2 separate regions of the Sus scrofa genome follow, and region 2 is linked to region 1. The links are chromatin contacts, called in public Hi-C maps. All regions are on one chromosome and are shown on one strand. Each heading gives the region's core, a stretch centred on a gene start, on an enhancer-like site or on the middle of the called end of the contact. The rest is flanking DNA. Distances are from core to core; before and after follow the strand shown.

What was found. Hi-C and Micro-C count contacts between places; a contact is called where the count stands out from the background.
Region 2: a contact with region 1 is called in a Hi-C map of epiblast stem cells, with 1.7 times the contacts expected there. The contact joins the promoter of ADGRA2 here to the promoter of RAB11FIP1 in region 1. A contact is called at or near these places in 1 of 5 promoter capture datasets (fetal liver), 17 of 47 Hi-C or Micro-C datasets (adipose tissue, blood, embryonic fibroblasts and 9 more) and 1 of 2 datasets of contacts at active chromatin or transcription factors (skeletal muscle).

What each region holds. Positions count from the first base shown.
Region 1 is chr15:48,524,556-48,530,499 of Sscrofa11.1, forward strand. RAB11FIP1 (rab11 family-interacting protein 1) reads left to right here and starts at 2,828. Exons shown (of 5, transcript XM_021076260.1): 1 at 2,828-3,284. The coding sequence starts at 2,908.
Region 2 is chr15:48,607,268-48,612,823 of Sscrofa11.1, forward strand. ADGRA2 (adhesion G protein-coupled receptor A2) reads right to left here and starts at 3,767. Exons shown (of 20, transcript XM_003133366.4): 1 at 3,090-3,767. The coding sequence starts at 3,352.

The DNA.
Region 1 (5,944 bases), core at 1,578-4,077:
TGTTCAAAGTCCCCTGGAGGCTGGCTCACCTGGTCTAGCACTGTGGTATAAATTCCCCAGCCTGGTGTTCATGATCTGCACAGTCCGGGCTGACCAACCTTGGCTGTCTTATCTCTACCTGCCTCCCCATGCCCTCCTAGAATATCCCAGAGCCCAGCCCCAGTGGTGTGCTCATAGGCCCTAAATATGCTATGAGCTCTCTGGCCCCTACATCCTTGCTTTGGCTGTTGTCTCCTGAAATGCTCTTTCTCCATGTCCTCTTCTCTGCCTGTCATGTCTGGCTCCTTTAGGGCCCAGCTCAATGCCACTTCCTTCTTACAAATCCACCTGCTAGAGAAATTGCTCTTAAAACACCCACAGCATTTTACAGATACAGGACTTCATTTATAGCATTTGGGAGGTGTGCTCTTGCAACTGGGTCTCATTCAGAAGGCTTTGTGCCCTCTGTTTGTAGCATCTGGCACACACTGGGCCAGCTAAGTTCTCAATAAATCTTCATGGTAATGAATGGAGCCATGAGGTTGGATGAGGTTAACAGATGGTCAAGCAGGGGAATTGGTACCAAAACAACAGGGTTCTGCTAGGCTTTTCCTGCCACTTACATGTCTGCTGCCTCCTTTCCTTTCCCCTTCCCATCACCGTTAAATATTTACAACGTACTAAATAGGTCTTTCCGGCACTGCAGCACCCCTCAGCTGCAAACCTGGGGCATAATGTCTATTTTCTAATTTTTTTCTTTTCTTTTTGGTTTTTAGGGCCGTTCTTGCGGCATGTGGAGTTTCCCAGGCTGGGGGTCCAATCGGAACTGTAGCCTCCGGCCTACACCACGGCCACAGCCACAGCAACTCAGGATCCAAGTCTTGTCTGTGACCTACACCACAGCTTGTGGCAACACTGGATCCTCAACCCACTGAGTGAGGCCAGTGATCAAATCTGCAACCTCATGGTTACTAGTCAGATTCGTTAACTGCTGAGCCACTATGGGAACTCCCTATTTTCTAATTTCTTAAATTTTTTTTTTTTTTTGGAGTTCCTGTTGTGGCTCAGTGGGTTAAGAACCCGACTAGTATTCATGAGGATGTGGTTTTGTTACCTGGCCTCGCTCAGGGGGTTAAGGATCCAGCATTTCCGTGAGCTGTGGCATAGGTTACAAATGTGGCTTGGATCTGGCATTGCTGTGGCTGTGTTGTAGGCTGGCAGCTACAGCTCTGATTCAACCCCTAGCCGGGAACTTCCATATGCTGCAGGTGAGGCCCTAAAAAAAGATCTAAAAAATAAATTTTTTTTTTAGTCTTCTAATATCTGATGTAAAAGAAACACTATGTACTTATGGTAGTGTGGGATAACCTGCCAACTCTTCAATTCCATAGCACTTCTTCAGTACCTACTGTGTGTCCAGGTTTGTGTCAGGGGCTCTGGAGGAGACAAGTCAGCACGTGGTTCTGCCCTGAAGAGGGCTATGGGAAGCCAAACCTTGGAGAAATCTGAGTAAAGCCTTGCAGGGGGTAGGACGTGGGTTGGCAAAGGTGGGCAGGGCAGCCGTGGGACAGATGGGACAGATTATCAGTGCTATAGTTTGTCTAGGAGATAGAGAAGTGAGTCAGAGTGGGCCCCAGACAGGAATGCCTTGAATCTCTTTCAAGACTGAAGTTAATGCGGTTGGTGGGGAGGCACCATGGTAGGATTTGGAGCAGGCTGTGTGTAGTGTGGCTTGGAGGGAGAGGAATCTAGAGATCTGGCGGGAAACTGACAGCAACCCGAGACTGGAGCTCTGAGGATCTGGAAGAATCAAAGGATGCAATAGAAAGACTGCATGGGAGTCAGAACACCTGGGTTCTAGTCCTGGCTCTGTTGTAGAGCCTTGAACGAATCACTTATCTGCTCCAGGACTCTCCTTAACTGTAAAACCTAAAACCCTTCAAAGTGACCTCTGCAATCTGTTGATCAATATTTGAACCTTTGAAGTAGGATACAGGAAATGAAGGGCATCGCCCATCCAATGGACCCTGGGAACAAGGAGGTGCCTGACTGGGAGCCCAGAGGGTGAAGAGAGACTGCAGAGGGTCCAGACCTGAGAAAGAGGGAACTGCGGGAGAAGGGCCTCTGCTCCCGAGGTCCATTTGGCAATCCCGTTCAGTTCCTCCTTTCCTTCCCTTCTCTGACTTCCCTCCTCTTGGCTTCACCTTTTTTGGTGAAGGCGCGGCAAAATAGAACACTCCCACACCACCTCAAGTGCTCCCTTCCTTTACCTTCCCCTTTTGAGGTAGCCATCAAAAATCCTCCTCCTTAGCCACCCACCTGGCACCATCCCTGGACCCACTTTCCTCCAGAGTAACTTCCCCAGCGACCAAAGTAGAAAGAGCAGTGAATTCGGAATCGCATTCATTATCACCTTCATAGCTACCCTCTACTGAGAACTCGCCCTGGGCCAGGTGACATTTTTTTGGCAACAATTCTACGAGGTGGTTGTTATCTCATTTTACATACAAAGAAACTGAGACTCCAAGGCTTTAAGTAATCTGTGCAAAGCCACACACCTGCCACTTGGACGAGGCCAGATTGGAAATGAGGTCTCATTCCCAGTCTCTGCTTCGGTCAGTTCCGTTCCGGTTGAGCCATGCGACCTTTGGCAAGTAAGACCCCAACTCTCACCTACCAACTCTCAGACCGGAATTCTCCAAGCCCCGCCCCCGCCCACTAAGCGCTAGCCCCACCCGGGCCCCTAGAGCCTAGCTTCGCGTACGCGACGGAGGCGGGCCCGCCCGGCAGGTGGGGGCGGGTGGAGGGGGCGTGTCCAGGAGGGGGCGTGGCCGGAAGCCTTAAAGAGGTCGGGGCGGCTGGGCAGGCTGTGGAAGCCGCGCGTCGCGGCTATCTTCTCACTTTCGGTTGGATCGCACAGCCGTCACCATGTCCTTGGCGGCCTCGGCGGGCAAGGGCCGAGGGCCCGTATGGTCCCCAACGCACGTGCAGGTGACGGTGTTGCAGGCGCGGGGTCTTCGGGCCAAGGGCCCCGGGGGCACGAGCGACGCGTACGCGGTGATCCAGGTGGGCAAGGAGAAGTACGCCACCTCAGTGTCCGAACGCAGTTTGGGCGCGCCCGTGTGGCGGGAGGAGGCCACCTTCGAGCTGCCGCCGCTGCTGTCGGCCGAGGCTGTGCCAGCCGCCGCCACCACCCTGCAGCTCACCGTGCTGCACCGCGCGCTGCTCGGCCTCGACAAGTTCCTGGGCCGCGCCGAGGTGGACCTGCGGGAGCTGCACCGGGACCAGGGCCGCAGAAAGACCCAGTGAGTGCGGGGGCGAGGACCCGGAGCGGGGCAGGCCGGGGAGGACGCTTGGCCTGGGCGGTGAGACCCTTTTAGAGTGTGTCCCCGTCCCCCCACCACCTCCCCCCAGGGGACTGACGGAACGAGGCCTCTCGGGAGGGATCCCCTCGGCCAGTAATAGTATTCTCACTTCAGCTTCTTCTTGGGCTGTCCCGCCCCAGCTCTCCCAGTACGTGGGTTCTTTGAAAACGGAGGTGGAGGTACCTGCCGCGTTTTTTAATCTGCAGGAGGGCGCTCAGCGCCTGGAACTTCGTAATCACTTAATGAATTTTTGATGAATTGAAACTAGCAGTGGGCTGACGAACTTGTCTTATTAGTTGAGTAGCGTGTATATTTGATATACGCCTTGGATTCCGTGGAAAGCCTCCTGGGTATTTCATTGTACCGGACACTGAGCTGGAAATGGCTGGGCCAGGACGCTGGAAGGGCTAACTGGAGCAGTGAAACCCACAGACACTAGAGGATCCCCCAGGGACCGAGTTGGGGCATTGCGATGCGGGTGGGTGGCGGTGGAGGCTGGGGAATGAGGACTGCCCTGGGAGGGCTGTCCCCCACCCCCACCCCCGCCCCACCTCACCACCGGGTCAGGGGTTGGTCTAGAGAATTTGCCCCTCCCTCGCCTCCTCCAAGAATGCTACAACGGTTTGGTTTAACTTTCAGACCGAAAAATATTGACCCATTTTGCCCTGGCCCCCAAATTAGTAAGGATTTCCCAGTGATGGCTGGAGCCAGGGCCTGCCCTTGGCCAAGTAACTGGGAGTAGGCATTGTTTCTCGCTGGAGTTTCTCAGGTTCTCTCTGGTCCTACGGGGGTGGGGGGTGGGAGTGGGAATGACTGCTCCCCCGTAGCTCCCCCCCTACCCCCATCAGGACTTCTGTTTTCATGAATCACCCTCCAGCAGGGAAAGCGGGGGGAAAACCCTGTTGGTTGCAGACTGTTACCCATTTGTTTGTTTCTTTCACCGGTGTTTGGAATGGAACATTTGATTATGCTCATCTAAAATACCAGAACCTAGCCACGCTTTCTTAGCTTAACCTGGTTACTTTGCTGGCCTTTAAATGTGCAGTTATGTTACCACCTAACCCCTACAGTTTATGAGGCATTCTGATTCACATTGTGCATTTTAGATATAAACAGTATTTTTAACTTTCCCTCATGAAGGAGACAGAAAAGCCAGAGGATTTGAAATTACCAGAGCCCTTTTTCTGTCTGGTGCTTGTGCACATAATACCTGCTTTCCTTATCTGGTCAACGATGAACAGGCATTTCTGAACTCAAATCAGATAAAAATAGAGGGCCTTGAGATGAGGATGGATGGGGTATCTTTATGGCATCAACTTACATGCCATTAGGTGAGCAGCAGCCTCTGCCTGCCGAGCAGGGGCTGGAGCAGTGCTCATTTTCTGTTTGCTTAAATGACATTTGGGGGCCTTGGACTGGCTTCTTTTCCAGCTTCAACTAGGTGCTGTAGGCTGCCCTTTGTCTTGTCCCATCCCAGGATGTGTGGATATTCTTGTTGGTCTCTGCCATCTGTTTCTCATGTGAACGTTTAAGTCCCTTGAAAGATAGATCGCATCTCCCTGCCAGAGATGGGGATTCCAAGTTTCTGGGGCTAGTGCCCACTCTGGCCCTGACTCATTGCTGAGCTTCAGGCTGCTCTGTCTCTAAACACCCAAGTTTCCCTACTTATATAAATGGAGCTGTGGCCAGACTTAATTGATGTTTATAAGATGTTCCTGGATTAATGGAGCCCCTTGTAGAGATTCAAAAGGTTCTATTGCTGATTTGAGAGAAATGAAAACCTCCAAGTTCCTTCCCTGTTTCAGGAAGGGTTCTGTCTCTGCTTCTTCATTTTTCTCATCCTCTCTGATATAAAGATGGTTACTCCTGTCTCTAGTATATGAGCTTATGGCTACTGAGTCACAGTATCAACCTGTAGGAAAATGGTGCTTAGCTGATTTTTTTTTTTTTTATAATTGTAGAGGAAGCCTTCTTTGCTCCTCCAGCAGTAGATGAAACTGCAAGCTTTCCATTATCACTTCCTGGGACTTCCCGGGGTGCTGGGGGAATCCAGTTAAACTAAGCCTGTTTGATGTCCTGGTACATCACTTGTGTACTCAAGATGCTGAGATCTGGAGCCTGAGACATATGCTTAGAGGTGGAAGTTCAACAGAAAGGAACTGGTTGGGCTAGGAAAGTCATTTGAACTATGTATTAATGGTTTGACTCCACCTTAGACATTCGAAACTCAATCCAAAACAAAAGTTCAAATCTCGGTCTATTGTGTGTGTGTTTGTGCGTGTTTGCGCGCATGCAAGTGTGCGCATATGTACATTTGTGTTAATCTCTTCAGAGAACAGTTGCTGTTTTAGATGGGGTTGTTTGTGTTTTTTTGATATTGAGCTGCAGAAGTTGTTTATAAATTTTGGAGATTAATCCCTTGTCAGCCTCTTCATTTGCAAATGTTTTTTCCCATTCTGTGGTTTGTCTTTTTGTTTTGTTTAGGATTTCCTTTGATGTGCAGAAACTTTTAGGTTTAATTAAGTCCCATTTGTTTATTTTTGTTTTTATTGTCATTACTCTAGGAGGTGGATCTGAGAAGATGTTGCTGTGGTTTATGT
Region 2 (5,556 bases), core at 2,517-5,016, 84 kb after region 1:
TATCCATTATCAGTCCTCCCCTGGAATTCCTTATCCCTCTGCCCCACTCTTAACTCCCAGAGCCCAGAACCAGAGGGCAGGCCCATCAGCTGCTGCCCAGGGGAGGTGGGGGGGCTCGCAGTGGTCTGCATCCCCTCCCCCATGCAGCTTCTCCCTGTGATAAGCCTTTGCCCTCCGCCCAGGCCCATTAAGGCTCCTGCTCTGGACCAGCATTTGTACCCACAACTGCCCATGGATTGGGCCACGAGACTGGGGGGTGGGGTAGGACAGATGGATCAGGAAGGAAGCCAAGAGTTCTGCTTTCCTGGAAAACTGCAAATGAAAATCCACTGGGGGGGGGGAGCCAGGGGTGGGAAGAGGGGGGCCTTTGGTCTACAAAAACAGAAGGCAGGGGTTGAGATAACAGGGTGGAGGTGGACGGGTTTTCCGTGAGGGAAACAGGACTGTTCCCAGGATTGCCGTTGAATGGCCCAGAGGCTTTCTGAGCAGAGACAGGAGGCCCCTTGCAGACAGGCACCTTACCTAGCCCTTTCTCTGCCTGAACTGGGCCAGGCTTCCCCAGGTGGAGGTCTGAGTTCCTCCCCTTTCCAGGGGTGGGGTGGTGTGTGAAGGGGACTGGGGGCCCTTGCTGGAGGAAAGCAGGGGAGGGGAGGGAGGGGAAAGCCAGAATTTGAAGACCACTGGCCTGTTGTTTGCACCAGGTGATGGGCAAAAAGTGAAAGGGGAACATTGTGTGGAAAAAGTAATAAAAGAGTAAAGAGGAGGAGTTTGGGAGGCTGTGAAGGTTTTTGTGCTCTTAGCCTCTTTGCTGCCAGGCTGGAAGAGAGGAAGCCCCTTCCCAGCCCTTCTCTTCCTTCTTCCCTCAAAATGCATGCTGGGTAGGGTGGGTTTGCTGGAGGGACTGGAGCCCCAAAAGAGAATCCTTGCACAGCTTCTGCTTAAGAAGAACAGGGGCTCTTTTTCCTTCAGAAGCCAGCTTGGAGGAGGGGTGGCTGTCAGGGGATCAGGACCAGGTGGAGCCTGAGGGGAGCGTCCAAGGAATATGGCCATGACTGGTCTTACTCACCGCCCTTTCCTCCCCCCCCCCCACGCCCCGGCTCATGCACCAGCGGGCTCTCATGGGCAGCTCTGGTCTGCCCTGGCTGCTGTCCCCATGGAGATGTCCAGCTAGGCTCAGGTGGCCTGTTCCTTTGGAAGGTGACAGTGGCCTGGGACAAAAGGTGGGGTCTTCCTTTGGGGATGGTTTGGGATGGGAAGGTGAGCTAGTAGTTCTGTTGGCTGTCACTGTGTCCCAATATATTCTCATCAAGAGTTGGCCCTGCTCTGTCCTTGGAGTGGCGTCGATGGGAATTAGCCATGGCTGCAAAGCATTAGTTGCCATTCTAAGGTGTACAGCAAAACCACCTTTTAATGCTCCCCCACTTCCTTATGCCTTCAGCATGTGAGGGTTCCCTAATCCTAACACATGTGTGAGCACAGCCACCAGATCCAGAACACACACACACACACACACCTCCCAGAACTGAATAATCATAGCCCAGTGGGTAATCACACAGACACTGGCCCAGCTATTCCACGCAGCAAGCATTTTTCTCCTCCAGAACTGAGTGGGCTGGGGAATGCCCAGGCCTGTCTGGACACTTCAACACCAGTGGACACTCAGAGGGATCTGAATCCGCTGCCAGGGCTACTTTGCGGGACCCTGTCCGGTCCCAGCTGCTAGGCCCTGGAAAAGAGCGGAGACCTGGCTTCCAGCCCCCTCATGCACACAAACACCCACCCACCCCAGCTGGGGGAAAATACAGGCCGGGCGGCCAACGTCAGAGGCTGACCAGTCGTGTCCTGTCAGGAAGCGGGCAGCCTCTGAACTCACCCAACCAGAGGCGTTACTGTATTGTTCTGGACACAATCGGCTAGACTGTGCGCCAGCTCCAACTCCGGGCAAGGGGCGGTGGGGAAACGGTTGCCACTGGGGTCAGGAGGACAGGGAAGGGGAAGCGGCTCGTCGTAGGCTGGATCCGGGACAGGAAAGGAAGGGGCCGCCGCTAGGGCCGGACCCTCCACTCCGCCGCGTGCGTGGAGCTGCAAGCACGTGGTCTGCGCAGGAAATCGTCGCGGTGGGGAGGGGTCGCTAATTCTCTCGCTGTTGCCGGGATTTCGGACCCCCCTCGCGGAGGTTTGGGTTTGGGTTGCGGCGCGACCGGCCGCGCTAGTTGCCGTCAAAGTGAGAGTTTAATAAGGCCCCAGCTGAGAAGGGAAACTTGGGAAGACCGAAGGAGCCTAGCAGGCAGCCTCCTTCCGACCTCAGCCAGGTTTCTGTCTTCGCAATCCCTACGCGAAGAAGTCAATCGAGAAACAGCCAAAGCTCGTGTTATATCCGGGGAGGGAAAGAAGAGGGACGGATGCAGGACCCAAAACAGAGCTCACTTCACAGATGCGCGCGGGCGGGAGAGGGGCCCGAGAAGAATCGGGACGCTGGGGTCTTGTTCACCCCAGAAGCGCCTGCACCCCGAGGACAGACTTTTTCCGAGCCCACCCTCCCGCCTGCGCTAGAGAGAAGATCTGCAAGCGGGGCTGGCAGGCTTCAGGGTCGAATGGGGCGCCCCCAACTGGAGGAGCCAGGCCCGCGGAGTGAATCGGCGTGCCGCCAGGGACGCGTCCGCGGTGGTAAAGACCACAACCACCTACTGGGCCGCAGGCGTCGAGCTTCCCTGAGCCTTCCCCGAGCCTGCCCACTTCAGGTCCCCGAAGTCCGCAACACCAGCCCCGGCTGGAAACTCAAGGGGCGTGGGCGTCCCGCCAGCGCGCATTCCCCTTCACCTGTGCAGGTGAGTGGGCGTCCGCCTTGCCTCTCTTTGGGACGCCCCCACCCCCACTCCACGCCATGCTCCTTCCTCATTCGACACCCCTGGAGCTCTAATTTTCCCCCTGCTTCTCCAAGCCTCCCTTTTCTTCTTCTGGACCAGGCCTGTCCTAGAGTCTCTGAAGTGTTGGCATCCTCTCGGTCCCCCATTTCTCACCCCTCCCGTCTGGTTTCCTTTCGTCCCCTCGTCGGGGATCGGGCTGGGCTGGCCGAGTTTGGTACTCACAGGGTAACGGTGCTGTTAGGCAGAAGGCCGGGCTCCGGAGGCTCCGGGAGGTCCCCGCCGCCGCACACCACCCTCCTGCGTGCCGGGTTGGATGAGCCGCCGCTTAGCCCCTTGGGCCGCTCCCCCGAGCACTTGCAGCTGCGGATGGGGACCGGGCAGCCGGGCGCGCCCCAGGTCCCGGGCACCAAGAGCAGCAGCCAGGGTAGCAGCTGCAGCAGCAGGCGCGCGGGCGCCGCCCGCATCCTGCGTCCCGCGGTGCCCATCAGCCCATCGCCCCGCGGGGACCGACAGCGCTGGGGCCCGTCTGCGCGCCGGCCAGAGGGATCCGAGAGTGCGGGAGGCGTGCTCAGCGGGGGCCCGGGGCGCCCGAGGGCGGGGCGGGGGGCCCTGGGCGGAGGCAAGCCCCGGGGTCCCCGCCGCCGCGCCCCGGGGGCATGTCCGGCGAGCGCCCCGGCGGGGAGGACGCGGGCGCGGCTGTCAGCGCGGCGCGGGCGGCCCCAGGCGTCGCGGCCCGAGTCTCTGCGCGGTTCTCCCGGGCCGGTTGAGGCCGGACCCCTCCGCGGCGCTTGCTCGCTCTGCGCGGGGCTGGGACCTAGCGGATCGCGCCGGGCTCCTGCCGCCGCCGCCGCCGCCGCCGCCGCCGCCGCTCCGTGCCATGGATGGAGGCAGCTCGGCGCGGCGCCGCTCCCGCCGCCGCCAGCCCCCTCCCTCCCTCCCGAGCGGGCGCCCTCCCCTCGCCAGCTCGTCCGTCCGCGAGGCCCTAGCGCCTCCCGATACGCAGCCAGGCCTCTGCCCTCCTCGGAGCCTGAGCGGGCCAGCCGGCTTGAGGCCCCGCAAGTTCCCTGCACCCGCCTTGAATGTAGACTTTTTCTCACTCCCGCCCCTCTCCCCTGAGGCAGGAATCTTCCTCCTGACAACCCATCTCCGACCTCAAAGCCAACCGCCGTCACTTTTCACAAAATCTTCCCTCACTCATTCCTGTCCAGCCTGCACCCCATATCTCTGGGACTTTCGTTGACCTGCGGGCTTGGCCAGAGATGTCCATGTTTTGGTTTAACTTTGTTCACTGCTCTGGGGTTGCTGAGGCTCGGCTTCCCTTGACCCCTGACCTGATGGGCCAGTCTGGAGGCCGGCACTCACTGCAGGATCGTAGCCAAGTCTTAGGAGGCTCAGACCCTCCTTGCTGCTGGCTGACCTCGCCCAGTGGGGGGTGCATGTCTTTCTGCCTAGGAGGGGTCAAAGGCCAAGGCAGACAGGCTAGATCTGCCACCGCCTACCTTTTCCACATCCACGTGTGTGTTTGGGGGAACAGTGGGAATGGGGGGGATGGAGAAGGGAAAAGCAGGGGTGTGTGCTGGGAGTGGAAAAAGCACTGTACCCAGTCAGGAGGGCCCTTTCTAGGCAGCTCTAAGGACACATGGGGGGGGTAGAATCTTGGGGGTCAAAGTGGGGCCCTGCCTGCCCCCTAGTTTGTGAATGCAAGTTGTTGCCTGAAAACTGGTTAGCGGTGGTGGTGGGAGGGCACTCAGATGGGTTTGAAAATCACCTTGATTCCCAGATAGACTGAAACACAAGCTGGGACAGAGGGACAAATGAAGTGTGGCCCAATGTGTCTGCTTCTTGTCTTCCCACAGAGGCTGCCTTTTCTGACACTTGCAGGGAGATGCAGGCTGGGGGTGAGGAGTAGAAATGGCACCTTTGCTGTGGAGATGAGGCTACCAGGGTTGAGGGGTTCCTGGGCAGAGCTCCTTTTCCCATCCTTCGCTGGGCCACCGAATCGGCCACTGTAGTGACCGTCACCGTCTTTGTGTGCCCTTGGCTCTGCTGGTGTATGTGGCACCTTTCCTAGTACAGTGGCATATCAGCTGGGTCCCCCACCCCCTTTGCTGGGAATGGCTTCTTTCCCTCACATGAGCGGCAGATGCCAGGCCCAGACACTGGCTCCTTCTGGCTCCACAGGTCTGTCCCAGTTGCAGGCTCTGGTTCCTTCAACTTCCAAAGATAAATAAATAGTGACTGCAAATGGAGGAAGGGAGAAGACGGGCCTCCCTCAGCAGGAGCCCTCTGCAGGGCTGGCAGGGGCCGGGCTTGCATTCCTAGGAAGGGTCGTCACAGAGCCACGGCCCAGGGCAGGCCTGCCACCCAATCCTCTGGTTCACAGGCCAGGGAACTTCTCAGAGACCAGAGCAGAGGAGGCCTCTGGCCTGGGTCACACAGTCTTTCTGTCATTTCTGTTTTTTTTTTTTTTTTTGCTAAGTGAAGGCACTCAGAGGCTGGAAAGGAATTCCACTGCAACATCCACTCTCTGAGGCTGACATTTAATGAGGCGATGCTTTCCCACAGGTGGGAATGAGGTGGAGACATTTCCAGGACGCTGTCCTGTCCTGTTGATCATCACTTTTGGCCTCTATACTCACTCAGGAAGATGAGTGGAGCTCGAGTGACTTTCCATTTTACAAGTATGGTG